Linked DNA regions of Mus musculus: region 2 is linked to region 1. The links are chromatin contacts, called in public HiChIP or PLAC-seq maps. All regions are on one chromosome and are shown on one strand. Each heading gives the region's core, a stretch centred on a gene start, on an enhancer-like site or on the middle of the called end of the contact. The rest is flanking DNA. Distances are from core to core; before and after follow the strand shown.

The links. HiChIP or PLAC-seq counts read pairs in DNA pulled down with a chosen protein or histone mark.
Region 2: a contact with region 1 is called in a CTCF HiChIP or PLAC-seq map of CD8 T cells, with 9 read pairs. The contact joins two enhancer-like sites. A contact is called at or near these places in 3 of 15 datasets of contacts at CTCF or cohesin (CD8 T cells, large pre-B cells and pro-B cells), 4 of 484 Hi-C or Micro-C datasets (CD8 T cells, bone marrow-derived macrophages, memory CD8 T cells and 1 more), 8 of 115 datasets of contacts at active chromatin or transcription factors (CD8 T cells, double positive thymocytes, embryonic stem cells and 5 more) and 3 of 9 other capture datasets (adipose tissue, liver and pancreatic islet).

What each region holds. Positions count from the first base shown.
Region 1 is chr8:94,341,404-94,348,698 of GRCm38.p6, reverse strand. It overlaps Slc12a3 (solute carrier family 12, member 3), which reads right to left. Exons shown (of 25, transcript NM_001205311.1): 13 at 5,572-5,673; 14 at 4,530-4,685; 15 at 3,806-3,905; 16 at 2,813-2,924; 17 at 2,277-2,417; 18 at 41-147. Among named protein-coding and RNA genes, the nearest start is that of Slc12a3, 16 kb to the right of the region's middle. Within about 2 kb of position 5,243, at least 29 of the 459 cell types and tissues checked have an H3K27ac peak or open chromatin away from gene starts, as enhancers often do. A contact at or near this core is called in CD8 T cells, adipose tissue, bone marrow-derived macrophages and 2 more, where this site is marked.
Region 2 is chr8:94,454,038-94,460,691 of GRCm38.p6, reverse strand. It overlaps a transcript of Nlrc5 not described here. Among named protein-coding and RNA genes, the nearest start is that of Nlrc5, 15 kb to the left of the region's middle. Within about 2 kb of position 2,046, at least 56 of the 459 cell types and tissues checked have an H3K27ac peak or open chromatin away from gene starts, as enhancers often do. A contact at or near this core is called in CD8 T cells, adipose tissue, bone marrow-derived macrophages and 2 more, where this site is marked.

The DNA.
Region 1 (7,295 bases), core at 3,994-6,493:
AAACCGACAGCTCACAGGCTGCACCTGCACGCTCACTCACTGCAGGACACCAATGTAGTCCTCCACTGTGGCTGGGTGGGCAGACTGCCAGTTCCTCTTGAATCCAACCACCAGAATGTTCGGCTTCATTCTCCCAAGCCCTGAGGCCTACCGGGGTCGGGGAGAAGAGTCGAGTCAGAGGGTGGTCTAGCACCGAGGCCTAGGATCACAGGGGCTCTGTCCTGTGACAAATGACCAGGGAGGGGCTCTTGCTCCTCCCAGCCACCCCTCCCACCCAGGCTTCAAGGGGCTCAGGGTTCTGTCTATACAGAAAGCATGAGACTTGAGTTTGTGTGTCAAGTTACAGCAACCTTGGGCCACCTAGTCTGAATATCCTCCCTTCCTCCCTGTCTCTCCCATTTTCTTCCCTCCCTCCCTCTTTTGTCGATCCTCCTGCCTCTGCTTCCAAAGTGTGGGGGTTACAGACGTCCACATCCTGTCAGGGTCTTCCCTTTCACACCCCCCTCCTTCCCTCCTTCCCTTCCTCCCTCTGTTTCCCCCTGCCTCTCCATCTCCTTCTCCCTCTTCTATGTCAGGATTCTTTAAAATATTTGGAGTGAAATCAATATAGTAAATTGACCATTCGGCCCAGGGAGAGACAGGAGTCAGATCTCTGTGAATTAGAGATTAGCCTGAAGATCTACATAGATGGTTTCAGTTAGCCAGGGCCATACTGTTAAGACCTTGTCTCCAAAAGAAATCATTTAAAAGTATACAATTCAAAACAAATTCACATATCTCTCTATATCTATATAGGTCTATCTATCTATCCATCCATCCATTTATCATCTATCTATCCATCCATCCATCCATCATCTATCTATCTTCTATCTATCTATCTATCTATCCATCCATCCATCCATCCATCATCTATCTATCTTCTATCTATCTATCTATCTATCTATCTATCTATCTATCTATCTATCTATCTATCCATCCATTTATCATCTATCTTTGTCTATTATCAATCTCTATCTATCATCTATCTATCTATCTATCTATCTATCGATTTATCATCTATCTTTCTATCCATCTATCCATCCATTTATCATCTATCTATCTTCTATCATCTATCTTTGTCTATTATCAATCTCTATCTATCATCTATCTATCTTCTATCTATCTATCTATCTATCTATCTATCTATCTATCTGGACATGGTACACTTGCCTCTAGTCATAGCCACCAAGAAGCTGAGGCACATAATGGTTTTGCTCAGTGCTAGAGCACCTGCCTAGCACACAGAAGACCCTGTACTTGATCCCCAAGTATCAGTCCCCCAACCTCCCAAAGCTAAAACAGGAGGTCCTTTGCATGAGTTGGAGGAATTTGGGGTACACCTGGCAACACAATGAGTCAAAAGCTAGCATGCTCTGCATGGTAGTTACTTGTCTCAAACAAAACAAAAGAAAAAAGGAACCCACAGAACAACCAGACACCAAGCACACACTTCACTGCCTCATTACCTCTACCTACTTCTAAAACGTTTTTGGGGAAACTTGGGAGCGACCTCAAACATTTTTTTTTCCAAGTTGAGAAACAGCTAAAGCCGTTAGAAAGGATTCTCAGATGCCTTCCATGACGACACGGAGCAGTGAACTCACTGCCCAGCGGGACAGTCTAGATGTCAGTCTGAGCCATGGTTATCACCACTGTGGGATGGCCGCATGGTTTACACCGCTGTGAGCCATGGTTTACAACCACTGTGAGCCGTGGTTATACACCACTGTGGGGTGGCCGCACATGCAAACATTTGATACTTCATGGTTTCCACCTTGCTAAGTGTAAACTATATCTGGAAAAAAGTAAGAGGGGGAAAGGCTTCCCATCTAACCTGGAAGGTGAGGCAGGAGGATTGCAAGTCACAGCACACCTGGGCTGCAGAGCGAGCTCAAGGCCAGCCGGGATAATTTAGTGATACTTAGTCTCAGATACTTTTTGGTTTGTTTGCTTAGTAAAATGACATCAAGGCCCTAGGCCCAATACTGATACTGAAAGAGAAAAAATTTTAAAACCTAAACTAAATTTAGACTCAGATAAGGCAGAAACAGGATCTGGGCAAAGCCACACAGTCCCCACAGGTTCCCAGGAGTCCTGGGCGCTCTTGAACCAGCGCAGCTTGAGACATAGGCAAGTGGGGATCCCGCTGCAGCCACCTAAGCTTCAGCGAGACCAGCACAGTCTACCGTGCATGCTGCCTCGCTGACTGAGTCCTCTAAGAAGCCTGGTCAGGACACCTGCATGAGAATCTGGACGCCACTGCGCAAGTCCTCAGCGATGACGTCAGAGTAGAAGGCCTTGATCTTCCTCTTGTTCAGCCACTTGGTGTGTCCACTGGCGATGAGCCGGAGCTCGGGCACTCTCTGCTTGCCAGGTCCCTGTGGGTGAGGGACAGGTGGTATCATGGCTGTCCTCCCTCACCATCCAGCCTGCTCAGCCCTTGTCCCGTCCTAGAGGCTCCCCTGAGACTCGGAAGCACCGAGTAGTACTCTTGGTTAGAGCGGACGAGGGAAAGTGAAAGAGAATGAAAGCTAGAGGCAGCGCTTGGATGGTAGATGTAGGGTCAACCTCAGCTACAGAGTGAATTGAGCCAGCCTGGGCTTCATGAGACCATGTCTTAAAAGAAAGACCTGGCCAGATTCTGCTAGGTCCACTTCCCCTGCCCCTCCTATCCCTGGGTAGATGCTGCATCCAGGCCCCGCCCCCCACCCACACACCCTAGGGTATAGGTGCCCTCCCCCCACTCCCCACCCAGCCTCCCAGGAGTACTCACAATGAGCACATGACCACAAATCATTAGGCTTAGGTTCTGGGTAAATGTGCTCACAAAGTCCACAAGGGCTGGGCGGAAGTTGGGGGGCCCTGTAAGCACCAGGCACTGGGGGCTAGGGAAAGGAAGAACACAGCGTGAGGCATCAGGAAAGATGCTTTAGGTCCTTCATGCTAAAGGAAGATGCTCTCTGACTCCCGAATCCTGGTGGTCCTGGGTGAAACTTGTGTGCACTGGGACACATATTGTGACACATTGGGGAGGCTGTGATTCAAGGGATCTTTCAGGATTTTTTTTGAGGCCATGATATTATAAGTATCCCTGTCCTTCTTGCCTGGGCCATCAGACACACCAGCCTACCTACTTCCTTTGCCCTGGCAACCCCAGCGTGGCAAAAGCAGAGTACCGATCAGTCATAAGGAGGCCATTGTTTAAAAACTCACTGTACCTTGCCCAGATGCCCGAACCTTTATGTTGGGAGTCAGCACAGGTTAAGCATTCCTGTCAATCAGAGCCAGACTCATTGGTTCATTTACCAGCTGGGCAAACAGGGGTTGTTAACAGCTCCAAACCTCACTGGTCCTTTTCTGTGTCTGAGGTTAGTACCCTCAGAGGTTTGTCATGAGTGTCTGTGGTCACAGTAGGTGGGTCATAGATCTCACTGAATCTACTACAGCCAGGTGAGAAGAAGATGGAAGGTGAGTGACTTCCCTTACCATTAGGGACTAATTTTGAAGGGCAGGCTTGTCACTGTAACCAACCCAGGATTGTGTCATAGGAATCAGACCATGTGATCCTGACAGCATGGCGTCCACTGTGGAAACTGAGACATGAAGACCTCTCCCTTGCTTTGTCTCTATCAGGCCGTGCCTGACCCCAGTCCTACACTGGCTCTTCCACCTTGATGCTACCATCCTGGTCTACCATCCTGGACCTGCCAGGGCAAAGGACCATGGCTGGCTCCAGGCTCCCAGCTGGCCCCAAAGCCCTGCTCACCGGTAGTTCTTGATGTGGTCTTCCACCTCGTTGAGGCCCACGGAGTAGCTCAGGGCCAGATTGTAGGAGCCAGCCTGTACTGAGGAACCCCAGTTCACCTCTGTGGGTAGAGAGGCGAGAACAAGACTCAGAACTGCAGGAAGCAACCAGTCCTGTGGCGGTGGGGGGGAGGAGGGACTGTCCTGCTCTCTTAGGCACAGAGCACCTTGGGAGCAAGGCCGTGGATTGATGGACAGGTGGCATCTCTGTTCCTAATGAGTGCAAGTCTGACTCCAAGTGCCACATATATGGCCACCTAATTCAAGGACATGGAGCTAGGGGTTGAACTCCCATTAGACAAGCAGACCTCTGTGACCATCTAGAAGGCCATGTTCAGATGTAGAGGTTTACGGTTACCTCCCTCAGACTGCAGTCCATCCAGGACCCTGCCTCATGCAGGTAGACAGTTTTTCTCAGTGCCCACCTTTGCACAGTCACTCTTGGTCACCCTGCCCTGTATGTACACATTAGCAAGTAGCCCCTCTAGGAATCTGACAGAAGAAATCTGGCTCTCAGTGGGCATTTTCCTTTGAGCACCGAGCTCAGGAAGGCTGTGGTAGAGGCCAGCCTGAGTCCCACTTGAGGGTGAAGCCAAGGCCAGGCTCCAGCTGGGATGAGGGGCCTGCCAGGCTACATGGCTACCCAGGCAGGGAGTTGGGGGCCTCAGGGGTCAGTGGCCACACACCTGGCTTCTTGTAGATCACATAGAGCAGGAGGAAGAGGACGACTCCGATGGCAATGAGAGCAGCCCACCAGGTAAGCAGGAACATGATGACCACCGAGATCACTGCCCCAAACAGCGCCGCCCACTTGCTGTAGTATCGGAAGGAGGGTCTCCATCCTGGGCGGGGCCAGGCCAGTGCACATGCGCATGCTCAGGAGCATTCTCCTTCCCAGAGCTACAGCAATCTCCATGCTTCCACAATCGGGTGCTGCTGTCCTGGCCTGTACCCACTACCTCTAGGGCCCCACCAGCCTTAACTCCCGGGGTGGGGTAGGAAGGCTCTAGGGAGTACCACAATCTTGCCTGTTGGGCATTTATTTCACCATGGTGACAAGCTATACCAGGAAGGAAACATCCAGACCTGGTCAAACACAGTCCCAACATCAGCAACAGTACCAGATCCCAAGGGTCTTATGGAACCCAGGAGATTAAAGGGATGAAAAGAGGACTTGATTCTTCCTAGCTCTGTGCTATTTTAGGGCCACTTCTAGTGACCACTGTACCATGGTGCATCTCTAAGAGTGCCAGGCACAGTGTGTTCTGTCTGGAAAGTGGCAGGATAACAGGCCCTTTGAAGATCTGGGATTCAAGTATTTCTCTGCTCTCTATTGCCATCTGCTAGAAGGTTTGCAGCAGCCGAAGAAGCAGAACCACCACTCCAAAAATCTATGCAATTAAATTGCTGCAGTATAAACAGCGCCCCCTAGCGGTCATCTGTGCACAAACAGCTACACCTTCCGTGACTAGGAAATTCATCCCTTTCTGAGCAATCAAGACTTCTGACACCCGAGAAATTGGTGAAGGGTGGAACTATAGAACAACCTCCATCCCCCGTAAAGGATGCACTATGCTCTGTAAAGAATGGCTGGCTTTGTTAGGGTACAAAGATTCCCTTCGTGTGGTTTTAAATGTAGGCTGTCCACCTCCACCATGCCTCCCCGTCTCCCCCCTACCCCTCCCCGTTCCTCCCCACTTTTTTGTGGTTGGGAGAGAGTCTGCTCACCAGGTGAGTTGGTGATGGAGGCATGGAAGCAGCTGAAATTGATGAGGGCGTAGGAGCAGAGGAAGAAGTTGGAAATGATGGGGGCGATGGTGTTAAGTTCAGCTTCGAAGACCCAGAGAGAGAGGGGCAACACGTTGGGGCTCCACCACAGGAGCTGCCTGGCACACACTCACAAGATGGTCCCTAGCACAGCTAAGCCTGGATGCTCAGTCAACTCAACCTTCTCATCTGGGAAGCGAGTCCTTTGCCCCATGAAATTCCAAGGGTCAGTGTCTTAGAAAACCTTAGCGTCAGTTTTTACGAAGACGGAGAGAGCCGGCAAGATCACTCAGCAAGCATCGATGCTGCCCACCAAGCCTGCTGGCCTTCCATGCTGGAAGAAGGGGACTCCTGCAGGCTGTCCTCTGACCCTCATGTGTTCCTGCTCCCCCATAACAAATGTATAAAAATATTTAGAAGGTAGAAGACAGGGGGATGGGCCTTTTCAGGCTACTGGGTGACTAAGGACAGTGGCCATGACACTTTTTGATCTCAAATAAATGTAAGGAATGCATTTGTCAATGTGACCCAGGACCCCTGAGAACATTTCCCAGTCCTGTCCACAGTGGGCTTTCTCTCCCTTGTCTCCCTGGCCCCAGTACACTCACATAATCGTGTGCATGTTGAGCTTAGAGTCTCTCTGGGGAGCCCAGAGAAAGACAAGCAGCTCTTTGGGGACAGGTATTTCTTCACATAATCTTATTAGGTCCCCTTGAGTATTTAGGGCCATAGTCCTCAGTTGGGCTAAGTCAGAATCATCAGCCCAAAGGTACCACCCAGAAGCCTACAGCTCTAAGAATCGGGCCTGCGCCTGAGCAGTAGGAGACAGGGGTGGATCTTGAGAAGGCCAGACGACTCACTTCTCAGTCTCCTAGGTGAGCCACTTCTTCATATGATGGAGGATCTAGTATCTAGAATCTTCCTTTGGGCAATAGCGACCAAACTATTAGGGCAAGTCTTATGGGTGGGTGACTAATGGGACCAACCTGAGCAGCAGGGATCTAACTCTAACAGGAAGGTGTTGGTGGGAGGGGTGAGGAAGAGGGGAAGGGAGGGAGTGGGGCAGGGACTGTCACGTTATAGGGTAGTCGCTTCTCTTTTTCGAATTCTGCATCCTCGGCTGCATTAACTAGGAGATATTTGGGTATGTGCATCTGTATGGGGTTGTGCCCTCCCACACGCTCTCTTTCTGCCCATCTGAGGCTTACGAACTATGCACTGCCCCTTACTCTACAGCGGAGCAAACGGTGGCTCAGAGAAAGGACTTATCAACGGTCAAAGCCAGCAGAGACCAGTCTACCTAACCGCTACATGGGTGAGAGGCTGGCTTTGTCTAGTTTATGCATGTATACAGATAGTGACTGAGCTAGCCATTTGTGTCAGCTTGGCCCATCACCGGTGTCCTTGGGGCGGAGGGGTGGTGTCCCAGCTGTCAGGACACTGGAATGCAGAAAGCAGGAAAGACACAGAAGTTCCCTCACTACCTGGCGTGACTCGCCACCCTGTCTGGAGGGGGAAAGGATTGTGTGGCCTTCCAAGGGCCTTCCAGGCTGGGCTTCACCCAGGCAAAGGTTCATGTTCTGGGACTGGGGTGTGGCTCGATAGTAAAGCAGTGTTTAGTTTGTGCCTGGCCCTGGTTGGTCCCATCCCCAGCACCAAGTAAGTGCTGTTCACTGAGTGCCCAG
Region 2 (6,654 bases), core at 797-3,296, 120 kb before region 1:
AGGAAAGGAAAGGAAAGGAAAGGAAAGGAAAGGAAAGGAAAGGAGAAGAAAGGAAAGAAAAGAAGAGGAAGAGGAGGGGGAATGGGGAGGGGGAGAAGGAGAAGAAGGAGAAGACGACAAAGAATACTAAATAATTAAATCCTGATGGTGAAGATCAAACTTGCCCCAAGGAACTTGATGCCCCTAATCTACAGGAAGTAGTCTAATGATAACGCTGCCCCCTTTCCCCTCTATCCTTTCTACTCTCCTATCTAGGGTTAGGGAGTGTACTGGCTAGTTTTGTGTCAACTTGACACAGCTGGAGTTATCACTGAAAAAGGAGCTTCAGTTGAGGAATTGCCTCCATGAGATCCAACTGTAAGGCATTTCTCAATTAGTGATCAAAGAGGAAAGGCCCCTTGTGGGTGGGGCCATCCCTGGGCTGGTAGTCTTGGGTTCTATAAGAGAGCAGGCTGAGCAAGCCAGGGGAGACAAGCCAGTAAAGAACATCCCTCCATGGCCTCTGCATCAGCTCCTGCTCCCTGACCTGCTTGAGTTCCAGTTCCGACTTCTTTCAGTGATGAACAGCAATGTGGAAATGTAAGCCGAATAAACCCTTTCCTCCCCAACTGCTTCTTGGTCATGATGTTTGTGCAGGAATAGAAACCCTGACTAAGACAGGGAGTTAAAAGGGAAGAAGTAAAGAGGTGGAAAAGGGTGGAAGAGAGAAAGGAACCCACAAAATAGTAGACAGAATCCCTTGTCTACTCTTAGTTTCCATCTACAGCAGCAAAAGGGTACAGCTGACCAATGACTCAGGGAAGTGGGGTTGGGAGTCTTGGCCACAGTTAGAGAGAGAAGGAAGAGATGGGAGGGGAAAGGAAAAGAGGGAAGGGGAGGAAAATCCATTTACCTGGCTTCTTGGATCATGATAGATGGTGTCCCCATATAGAGGGTCTTCTGAGTGTCTGGACTTTGCCCTCTGACCCTCAGTTTATAGGCTGTTTCTATGGCTCAGGTCCTAAAGAGAGAGAAAACAAGGTGCTCTCCCCCTCTTCCAAACTCAAGAGGAATGATGCTGTGTCCAGGACCCCAGTCCCTGCCTCAGAGGACACTTGACCCTCAAAGGTCCTTCACCTTCACAAACCAATCGAGTTCTTCCCAACCAAGTTCTGTATGTTCCTGGAGTTGGCACAGCCCAGTCATCCTGCTGCCATCTTGCCAAACAAGGAACACAGGATGACTTCCCCTACCTCCTTTAACTAAAAGCCTGGGCATCATAAGTCCATAGTTGGACTCAGCTTACTCATTTGCACAAAAGTGGAAAAGTCCTCACCACAAATGCCAGCCTCTGTCCTTGCCCACAAAGTCCCCAGGAGCTCAACATTTGGAGCCGTCTTTCTTAATAGTTTAAAGTTTTTAAATAAGCAAACAAGTGCTGGGCACGCATGTGTGCAATCCTAGCACTTGCAAGGTGAAAGCAGAAGAACCAGGAGTTCAAGAATATCTTCAGTTTCAGAGTGAGTTCAAGGTCAGCCTGGCCTATGTAAGACCCTGTCTAAAGGAAGAAGAGCAGCAGGGTGAAGCCGCAGAGGTAGTCTACCTTACTGTGATACAAAGTTAATGTTCTCTACAGTGAATTTGGTACAACAGCACCAGGAGATTCAGAGATGCAACAGAGTTGTGAGGTAGATCTTCAAGGTGACACAAATGTATCTACAAGAAGATACAGGAAGTAATGTCTCTTTCTACCCTGATGAAAACATAGCAAGCAGCTCTGAACCTCCAGTGGATGTACTGGAATCCAGATCTGGGGCCTCCCAGCCTCTGAGGCTGTGAGCTATAATTGACACCTAGACTGTGTTATTCTGTTACAGCAGTTTGAAGTGACTAAGACACAGCTGCCTGTGACCACAGAAAGCAGAAAGAAAAAAAATCTCTAAGTTGGTATGCAGGCAGAAGGCAATGCCACTTAAAGTCGACCAGAACACCCTAGAGATGTGAGGATGGGGACAGTCATTTGGAGAAATAAGCAAACAGGATGTGTGGCAATAGGGTGCCAATATTACAGCACAAGGCATTTTCAGTTAGAATCGAATAATTAAGGGTGCAGGCTGCAGCTTGGTGTGCAGTGTGTATGCATGTATTTAGCAAGCACAAGACCCTGGGGTCAATCCTCAGGAACGCACAAGACAGAAAAACCGAAGGCAATTCTATCAAAAGGCCATTTGGGGGATAGGCAGGCAAGCATGTGGAGAAAGTCTCCAAATATAGTAAAGCGATTTCTAGAGGGATCAACACTGTATGGAACTTGGGTTAAAATAGAAAAAAAATACAAAATGACCAAAGGAATGGAATAGAGCCAAATGAGCTTCACATTCACATAAAACTCACTCATCAATGGCATTTCCCAACACATCCAGTTAAAGAACTATTATTAAAATTGTGTGTGTGTGTGTGTGTGTGTGTGTGTGTGTGTGTGTGTACACGTACATCCACATGCCTGTGGGTCAGAGAGGGCATCAGATCCTCTGGAGCTTGAGTTCTAGGCAGTAGTGACCTTCCCAACATGAGTTCTGGAAACTTAACTCAAATCCTCTACAAGAGCAGGAAGTGTTTTTAAACACGGGGACATTGCTTCCCCGAAATAATTATTTTTAACTAAGTGTTTTTGTAAATGTGTTGCATAGGACTGGGGAGATGACTCAGCAGGCAAAGGCGCTTGTCAGACACCTCAGTTTGATTCCCAGAGCCCATGGAAAGCCGAAAGGAGAGAACCGACTCTACAAAGTTGTCCTCTGATCTCCACATGCCCACCATGGTGCCCACATGCTTATGTCAAACACATGTAGACGCACATGCACACATTCGTTCTCTCTCTTGTTCATGTGCTCACTTGCTTTCTCTCTCTCTCTAATAAACAAACAAACAGTTTTAAGATTGCTTGGAACTTAAAATCCTGGGATCATAGCATTTCATACCCATATAGACTGGCTGTAAGGAAAACAATGGACTCTGTTGATTGGGATTTGAAAGAACTGGAAGCCTCACATATGGCTGGCAAGAATGATACTACTTTGGAAACCAGTTTGGAAGTTCATCATAAATCCAGCTCTGCCATTCCTAGGTCTAGACCCAAGAGCTATGAAAACACTGCCCACACACAAGTGGTCCCTGGATGTTTAGACCGGATTGTTCATTTTCATTCTGAGATGCTCCACACTTCAATAAAGTTACTGGAAACATTTTATATAAACAAAGGTGTTACAATAAAACATTTCTTACCATCCACTAATTTTTCTATTTGTGTGTGTGTGTGTGTGTGTGTGTGTGTGTGTGTGTGTGCGGGGGGGGGGGGGGAGACAAAGATAAAATGAAAGCAACACACTGGAAAAGGGTTGTATGTGATTTGCTGATCTTCCTGGTAGAGCGATGATTCTAATAAAACATGGAAAGACACGCCGAGCATGGTGGCGCACGCCTTTAATCCCAGCACTTGGGAGGCAGAGGCAGGCAGATTTCTGAGTTCCAGGATAGCCAGGGCTACACAGAGAAACCCTGTCTCAAAAAGAAAAAATATGGCAAATGGCACACAATGACGGGATTGAGGGGGGGAAACAGATACGTGTGTGCTTTATATTTATGGGTAGGAGATTATTAAGAGTACTCCAGGGAAGAGCTCAGGAAGGTATCAGTGTATGTAAATTACCACGCTCCCCCAGTCACATGGTCACAGAGCCCTGGGGTTATTGATACTCCCTAAATGGCTGAGAAATAAACTTTCCTATCCTCCATTGATGGGTGAGTCTTGTGGTTCCTTTTTTAGGAGGATGTCATTAAAGCCCTGTAGCTCCTCCCAGGTCCCCAGCTTCATCTGCATGTACTTGGTTCACATCTGACCACCTACCCATCAGCTGGAGGCCAAGGGCTTAATTTGTCTCCTTAGCCAAGGGATGCTGAGAGTTGCTGTGTAAACATCCTACTCCCTCTTCATTAGGCAGGTGTCCATTACCTATAGTACTCACTCAATGACACACCTCTGGGATGCCTGGCCTCCCCTGTCTTCATTTTCTGTCCCCATAGTACGTGTCCCTATAGGAGCACCTCCTAAATGAATGAGCTATGTTTGTCTCCAGGTTAGCTTATGAAGGAGCCCAAACCACAACAGGAATCCACCAAATGTGGATAAGCCAAACACCCTTCCACTTAGGATCTGCTTTGTAGCACTAACCACTGTGAGATGCAGTAGCGTACGTGGCATAAAAAAATAAAATGCCATTAGTGACTTACAGTTATTTAGAGGTAAGGGCATATAGGCTGTCCTGTAAAATGTTTGACCTATCCTTGGCACATAGTAACAGGACTCTCAGGGACAGAGACAGGAAATGCTCAGGAGCTGGCCTTCAAGGTGAATGTTTACAATGTGTGTCATTCAGCTGGGAGCAGGGGAAAAGGCTAGTTTGTTTGGGCAAATTCAAGGGATTGGAATTTGGGTTGTCAGAATTCCAGTATAGAACACGAATGGTGATTGATCTCTTGCTACTGCTGCTGAGGAGACCAAGGTGGGGAGGGGGGTGCGGGGGGGCAGTGCCCATCAACAGGAGATGAATTATGATGCACACATATGACGCAGCTACCAGAAAAACAATGACTACATGAATCATGATATGGAAAGTATTCCAAGCATACTACTAAAGGAATATAACATTTAAAAAGCTTTAACCTCATAGACTTCAGTACTAATGCTCTACTAAGCCAACATAATTTCTGACTGCATTCTAAATACGCATCCTTAGACCCCCACAGATGAATGAGGCTTTCATCAGTAATCAAAGAGACAACGTATCTTTGTAGCAGATAGACACCATTACACAACTGTTCAAAATGTATAGAAAAACTGACTGTATGGTACCCAGATCTAATTGATCCATCTACAACACAACCCCCACACCTAGAGCTCTGAGAACATTGTGGAAGAAGAGTGTGGGGGTTTGAGTGAGAATGCTTCCCACCTTGCAGGTTTGTAAGTGATTGAATGTTTGGTCACTGGTTAGTGGAACTGTTTGGAAAGGATTACAAGGTGCAACATTGTATCATTGGGGTTGGGCATTGAAGTTTCAAAAGCCCATTCTAAGCCCAGCCTGCTACTTGCCTGCCTTCCTGCCTGCCTGTCTGTCTCTTCCTGGCTCTCTCTGTCTCTGTTTCTCTCTCTCTTTGTCTCTCTCCCTGCAGATCAGCATGTAAGGCTTTCAGCTCCAGAGCCAGCACCAGCACCATGCTTGTCTGCTGTCCCACCCTGATGATGATGGACTAGCCCTCTAAAACTATAAGCAAACCCCCAACTGAATGCTGTAGTCTTAAATTCTTTTATTGGCCTACTTTTAGTATGGGTCCTTAAACGCTTTAGCCTCCCTTCTAGCCCACCACCCACCAAAGGTAGTGGGAAATAAAGGTTTTTAGGATACGAGGTAAGTGAACCTGTTTTGAAACGGTTCTTTGGAGCGAATCTCATCTGCTTTGTCAGGAAATCAATAGTTCAGGGGTCACCAGTGGCAGCTCGATCCACTTGAAAACAATTTACAAATATACCAGCAGTCTAGTTTGGTAATGTTGGGATAGCCAATAGAATTAGTAGCGTTGGCACCACCTAGCAGAAACAGCCAGGCCTCAGCTGAATCAACAAGAGTCACCAGGAGGACCAGGACCAGCAGGGACACCAGGAGAAGTTCTTGGCTGTGCCTCTCTCAGAGAAGACTTGTAAAGCTAGGCACATAAGCAAGACCCTATCACAATCTGTTGACTCTTATTTACACTCCTTCCAAACATCATGTGTCCTCCATGGGTCTTGCCTCACCACATGTCTTGCTTCAGCACATGAGTCTGTCTTAGCAAACTCTACGTGAGTCTGTATTAGCTGACATCACTCTTCCAATCGGTCCGAGTCCACAGGAGCTGCCACAGCACCATCCGAAGTTTTTTGGTGCATTTCTTTCTATGGAGTTACAACAAACAGAGCTCGGCTATGCATTGTAAGGCAAACCAATAAATGCGTGTCATTAGTGAAGAATCCTTCATCATGAATCCTTTCATGTACTTGCTTTAGCAGAGCATCCTTTCACCTGTGTCTGCTTCAGCGAAAGTGAAATGTTCCTTCGAGTGTCTGCCCCAGTGAAAGAGCCTTTCACCTGGGTCCACTTCAGCGAAACATCGATTCCCATGTCTGCCTTAGCAAAACATCCTTTTACATGTGTTTACTTCAACAAAACGTTCTTTGACATAACTGACTTTCCAAAGAAACCACAAGTTTCCACCTCAAGATGCTTTCTTTTCTAAGCATTTCCTTCGTCATGGTGCCTCTCAATAGTAATAGATAGGTCAGTGACTAAGAGGGGAAGAAAGATTGTAAGAGACAGAGGAAAAGAAAGTCTGCTGAGACTGTATCTCTTAGAAATGGCAGGGAAGCTACACACCCACGATACCTCAACAAAGTGACTCCTAAACAAGACCTGAACAAGTTACAACACCAATAGACATGCAGACCCAGAAGGGGAAATCTCAGGGGAAACTACCCATAAACAACTGCAGGCGATTAACAAATGAATGAAAATGACTCCCATAGTCTTTCTGGGAGAGGCGCTCTGGAGGTGTGGCCTTGTTGGAGGATGTGTGTCACTG